Linked DNA regions of Anser cygnoides: region 1 is linked to region 2. A link is a contact called in public Hi-C data. All regions are on one chromosome and are shown on one strand. Each heading gives the region's core, a stretch centred on a gene start, on an enhancer-like site or on the middle of the called end of the contact. The rest is flanking DNA. Distances are from core to core; before and after follow the strand shown.

Evidence for each region. A called contact is a pair of places that touch in the nucleus more often than the background predicts.
Region 1: a Hi-C map of fetal liver shows a contact between it and region 2, with 2.6 times the contacts expected there. The contact joins two enhancer-like sites. A contact is called at or near these places in 5 of 7 Hi-C or Micro-C datasets (fetal liver, granulosa cells and liver).

What each region holds. Positions count from the first base shown.
Region 1 is chr10:22,605,807-22,609,043 of Taihu_goose_T2T_genome, reverse strand. LOC125182522 (a long non-coding RNA gene) reads right to left here. Exons shown (of 2, transcript XR_007162495.2): 2 at 2,504-2,685. Among named protein-coding and RNA genes, the nearest start is that of PHF2, 5.2 kb to the right of the region's middle. Within about 2 kb of position 1,298, at least 1 of the 3 cell types and tissues checked has open chromatin away from gene starts, as enhancers often do. A contact at or near this core is called in fetal liver, where this site is marked.
Region 2 is chr10:22,552,783-22,555,699 of Taihu_goose_T2T_genome, reverse strand. All of the region lies in intron 2 of PHF2 (PHD finger protein 2), which reads left to right. It also overlaps the pseudogene LOC136791617. Among named protein-coding and RNA genes, the nearest start is that of PHF2, 48 kb to the left of the region's middle. Within about 2 kb of position 1,294, at least 1 of the 3 cell types and tissues checked has open chromatin away from gene starts, as enhancers often do. A contact at or near this core is called in fetal liver, where this site is marked.

The sequences.
Region 1 (3,237 bases), core at 49-2,548, 53 kb before region 2:
CAAAATAAAATGCACGAGGAGCTTCAAGTCTTCATTGCAACTTCCCCCTTGGACTCTGATATCGTAATGGATGGAGGCAGAAGGCAGCTCTCAGCACAGCAGCCTGCTTTGGGTGAAAATAACAAAATACGAGTCCGACTGCCAAGTTATGAAATCTTGTTTACTAATGGTTTAAATGTTTATAAAAACATTTTGCATGAGGCTCCTCAGTGGCCATGTTACTCGAGTAACCCTGGTCAAAATCACTTTCACAAAGCACTTCTGGAAGCTGCAGCCTGGCCTTGTAGCCTTCGTGTGCTGGGCAGAGCTGCAGCTGGGCAAACGAGGTCGCTGCTGGCCCTGAGGAGCTTCTGCTGCCCCTGAGGGTGACCTGGGGATGAGGCGGGGCATTATCCCTCCAGAATGTGGCTTTTCCCTTGAAGAGCAGAAAAGTTGGCAAGCAAGTACTGATTTCTAGAGATTGCAACTGAACCTCTTCTGATGGTTTTTCTGCTTGTTGTGCCTCAGACCTCAGCTCTTGCTGGTGACTCCCGCAGTCATGCGGTGACAGTGACAAGCAGTCTGTCCATGCAGCCCATTGCTCCAAGAACCAACCATGAGAGCAACAAAGGATTTTAAAAAAATGCATATTTTTTCCCTTGCTTTTTGTCTTTTCATTCTTATTTGCATCAGTGGCTGTGGACTCTGCTCTGACTTTAACCTTGCGTCTGCACTGATGTATTTGGGCTGCTTTTCCTGGGGGCTCGTGGATGCTTTGGGTGCTTTGATGTACCAAGCACTGGGTGAAGTGAGGCCTTTTCAGGGAGGGAGCGGGACAGGTTGCTGCTGCTTTCATCCAGCAGATGTGTTGTGAGGGAAGCCTCCTGGCTTGTGCTGTAGGTGGCAACTCTGACTCCTCTTCAGTGGCTCCTGCTGCCTGTGGGAACGCTGCTGCCCTGCTCGTGGTGTGCCAGCTAAATCACACTTGTAGCTGAGATTATGACGATTTGCCAGGGGAGGTATTGTAAATCCAGACTGGCAGATACAGCTGCTCTGTACTGCCTGTCTAAATTGGCTGTTTCCTTAGAGAGTAGAAGCCCAATTTAACCAGGACTTAGGAAAGAGGCAATGACTGCAGGGCGCATGAAAGAGGGGAGGGATGTGCAGGAGTACCAAGCCTTAGGCTTTTGTTTGTGAGTGCAAATGACTGCCTGAGCTCCCGCTGCTTCGCTCGCCCACAGTGCCTGCAGAGGGCTGCCGAGCACAACCGCGCTGGGCCGTGGCTGCCTCCCGCACCGCAGCCTCCGTCACAACACTTCCTGAGCACTAGGGGCCTTCCAGGGTGTGTGGAACTTGGACACCGGGCAAATTGTGAACACAGTCCAACGAACGTGCTGGGAAATGTGTTGCCCAGCTCACAGACCGTGGCCCAGGAGCAACTGGCTTGAAGTGGAGCGGACGTGTGGCCTCGCAGTGAGGCTCTACAAGCTGCAGGCCCCTCGGCTGTGAGGCGTACGGAGGTTTGGCTTCTCCTCTGGCTCACGCCAGCACAGCTTCCTGCTCGTCCAGGCGAGGAGCTGGGTCACTGGCTGGGTTTGCTGTCCTGTCTGTGGGGAGCCAGGGTGCGTCTCAGGCTGTGTGTGAGGGGTTACAGAGCGAAGGCTGGAGCGAGAGGGTGGGCGGCGAAGCCCGTGTGCCGGGGCCTCCCAGCCCAAACCCTTCACCAGCCGCCTGTCTCACTTACACAAGTGTTTCTGATGAGTTAAAGCAGGTCGATATAACACTACATGACTGGCTGTTTTGCATGTTGGAGGATGTGGCCTGTAGGAATCGGCAAAGTCGCCATCCAGTGATGGAGAGGTGGTAGGTTGATACGGGAGGCTGCTCTCAGACTCAGCCCTCACTTACTGTCCTCCCCTTGCTCTTGCCACAGCCCAAGCGGGGATGGTGTGCTTCTCTGATATTTATTTTAATTTTTTGTATTTAAGCTATCCTCCTGAAAGTTAAGTTTGATGAAGTATTGCACATGTAATGTGTGTGGTGAGAGAAAAGGCATAGCTGGTGTGATGCTTCCTGCCACCTGGGCTCTAAATGTGAGGACTATGTTTAATGGAAATATTTCTATTGCTGAATTAAATGTTTGCTTCTGTCACTGAGCTTAGTAAAATGTGACAGTCATTCCACTACTTTATGCCCTGCTGTAAAACACAGACAATAAACACTTCAAAAATATTTCTGTACCCAATGTTCATTAAATTGCAGGAGGCTTTGGCTAATAAATGTATATACTTACTTCAACAAGCACATCTGCCAGCACACCTGAAAGGCTGCAGGACGTGGTCAGGGTGATGCTGCAAGGCAGATGGTTGCTCTTCGATCCCACTGCCCTCTCTGGGGCTCCCCCCGGCTGCAGCAGTGGCACAGGAATACCAGGAAGGGTGGTGGTGGTGGAGGACTACTGGTGATTTTCTGAATTATTAGAATCTTTTCCTCAAAAAAAAAAAAAGCATTTGAAATCTTAAAATCTTGTACAAAATGCTGGTAAGTTTTTATTGACATCTGATAGGGTGGTCAAAGTTCAGGTTTTATGAACCTTGCAGATTCTGGTGAGCCATGCTGAAGACACAATTTTATTGTCAGTACAGTGCTGATGCCCAATGAAGTAGCTTCCTTGTGTCAAGGTCCGGTGTAACGCGAGATTGTGTGCTGAAATACGAGGCAAAAGGAAAGTGCTTGAGTCGAAAGGTACATGTATGGACTGATAAATGCAATTTGCGTTAACTGTTATGAATACAAAATAAATTCTTTAACTAGATCTTTAAGCTAATTTGCTACATGAAAGGCCCTTTTAACCTAGTCTCCTATTACAGTTTCAGTGATTTTAAATTACAAATGCTGTTTACATTCTTGACTGCCTTGCTTCAAACGGCATATCTCATTATTCCCCCTGGTTTGGAATTTGGGTTTACTTGGGTGTTTTATTACAGCATTTAAACTGCTGCCTCTGTGTATTTACTGTAAAGTTCTCCACAGGACAGCCCTGGCACTGTGAGTACTGCGTGACCGCTTGTGCCCATGGTAGACCTGCAAGTTTCTTCCCACTGTTATCTCACTTGGCCTCCGCTTCTGCCCATGGCAGAGCTGAACTATCACAGGAGACAGTGTGTGCAAGCTCTCTGGTCAGATTCTTAACTCAACTGTATGTTTTTAGAAACCACGACATCATAGTGTTTTGTGAGATCTAACCAATTAATGTAA
Region 2 (2,917 bases), core at 45-2,544:
GCACTTGGGCAAAGACGTGGAGTGCGTTTTCTGAGGCTGCTGTGCTGCCTGCATCTGCACTGCTGTGGCTTGCACCGTAACCTCCAGCTCCGGCTGCTGCCCTGCTTCCCAGCTGGCATCTTGCTGCTGCAGCCTCTCACGTGTTCGTGCCCACACCACAGTGTTTTGCAAGACGTCTTGGGGAGTGTTTTTTTCCCTTTTTTCTTTAGCCTTCATATATTAAGTTTTTTTCTTCAAATCTGCTTTGGGAACCTGATGCTTTCCCCAGGAACAACATATTTGGTCTGGGAAAACTTCCTAATTGTCACACAGTTAAGAAGCAGTAGCTAGAGATGGTTCACAGAGAGTGGGAACTGTCAGGGGGTCTGTAAAGAGGACACCCACCTCGTACCTGCACACGTTTGAATATGAAATCGCAGGCAGCGGTGGGTTACCCTCGCTGTGCACGCGGGACTGTGTGTTCAGCCACCTCTGTCAGACTGCTGTAGGGTAAATGCTGTGCCACTTGATCTGTGAGCTCTTGCAGCAGAAGGGGATCTTGTTGGGATGTCAGTATGTTGTTTTGGGGATTTTACGGGCTTTCTGAAGCCAATACTTGGCCTGCTGATACAAATGAATCAACTAAGTCTGCTCCTGCTGCTGTTCTGAAGGCTGCTTCCCGTTCTGCCTGCTGCTGCTCGCCCCTCTGCTCCCTGCCCATCTTCCCCTCAAGGGAGCAGCTCTCCACAGCTTCTCCCCTCCAGCCCCGTGAAGCTGCAGTGTCTCTCTACTCGGCCTTCTCCATCTCCTCCTGGCCCGTGGGAGTCTTCCTGCCAGTACTACCGGCCTGTGCTCACCTTTCTCCTCTCCTCCCCTTGTGCCGCAGGAGAGCAGGGCTCAGCACAGGCAGAGGCCAGCTCCTGCTGCGTGCATCCCGTGCAGTTGTTCCCTTTGCAAGTGAGGAGCAGTTTGCGAGGAGGCTGGCAGCTGTGTCTGTCCTGCGACGCTGGCCGGCGTTCCCACTCCCCCAGCTTATTTCCAGCTCAGACTGTGCTTTTGTAAGCTCTGCCCCGACACTACATGTGCAGTTCTTTTGCTGAACCTCTCGTGTCCATTTTTATCTCATTGGCAGATCTGAATAATTGCACAAAAGTGCTATTGAGAGGTTTTTTTTTTTTCCAGTTCTGTGCTGCTGATGGTAATGCATCCAGGGTTCATATTGACAGATTAATGTGCGAATCGGTGCAGCAGGGGCTGTTGCTGGAGGCTGCTCCCAGGCACGCCGCGTGGGATCTGGCATTGTCTAACTTGGAGCCCGTTTGATCGTTGTAGGGGGTCAAATGGTCGACTCCAGTCTTTTTTATGTTTGCATTTCTCTCAGGCAAACAGGACAAAAAAAAAAAAAAAAGGAAGAGAGAAACTGGAGAGACTAAAGTGGAGCATTCTCACAAAAAAAAAGATACAAAATACAATTCACCTTTTGTGCTAAAATTTGGGGGGGGACACAGGGCTTGAGGGAAAGGGCAGCACTGTTCAGCTGCTGTCGATGAAATGGTTTTATTCACCTATAGGAATGTGATTTTATTCTATTGTTAATTAGCCACCTTGAGTTTAAAATACACGTGTAAGTTAGGTAGGAGACCACTTCAGGACCCTGCGCTGACCTCTGCCAAAGGCTGGCCTGGCGAGCTCCTCGTCTTCCCCCTTCACAGGTGCAAATGTGCTTTTGAGACAAACTCAGGGACGGGCCACTGCGGTGGAGCTGACGACAGCCCAGCAGCCAGTCCTTGTTCCTGTGCTGGCAGTAATTTCTTTGGGGATCGTGTGTCTTTAACTATGGAAATTCAATTTTTGTGCCCACGTTCATGCGGAAGCCAGCCGGTGGAAGCGGCTGGCAAGTCAAGCTTTGTTCACTGAGAAAAGGGGAACGAACTGGAGCCAGCTCATAATTTTGTTAATGATCATCAGAGTCATTTCAGTAGGGGTGATCGCTTGGAAAGTTTGTACTTGCAATTTCAGGTGCAGTAAGGATAGCAGTTTCTGGCTGCTGGTAGCTGTAAATGGCTAATCATTATTCAAAAGCCGTGTTGTGTTGGAAGAGTTGACTGCAGCCTTCAGAGAACCATTTGAGTTTGAGGTCAGTTATTTTTACTCTTCCATTTTGTTCTAGTTAAATATTTTTACTTGCTCTCAGAACAATAGCTCCCACCACACTGAAGCCTTTGCCCATTGCAGTAGCTTTTCATACCTCCTCCTGTAGCGATCCATGCAGTGCCCAAGGGTCTCATCTGCTTAGCTTAGCTAAATATAGACTTTTCAAGCCCTTGTATAGAGCCTAATCCATACCTTTACAAAGCTTGACAAGCTGAACCCAGTGGCATAAGCAGCTGATGCAGCTTTACGAGCAGAGGAATCCTCCACATTCTGTTACGCTTGTTCTAATCTGCCAGGGTTTGTTTAAATTTTCTACTGCTTAATCTGGTATTTTACTGCCTGTACGTACTTGACTCTGAGGACTGGATTGTTATGATGATTTTTTCCTGTCTGCAAACTTATTCTTTAGTTTTCCATGCTGTCTGCCCAGGGAGACCCAGTGATTTTGTATCTTTTCAAGCAACTGTTTAATACAAAAAGCATCAGCCAAATCTGTGATTACTTTTACATGATTCAGAAATAGAGTTTTGTTTACCAGCAGTGCTGCTGCAGCTCTGCAGCCAGGCTGAACTCACAAAAACGAGAATTTCTGCAATTTTGGTTGCAAAGCTTCTTTAGTTTGGCGAGGCCTGGGTCCCATACTTACACTGGTGGCTACAACAGGGTGGAAATGTCCACAAAGGTTTCTGGAAGAATCTTATTTTGTGGTCATAAAAAAATATTTATTTCCATATCTTACCTTCTTTGGCATTTTCCAGCTTGGTGGAATACTTACTGTTTTTTT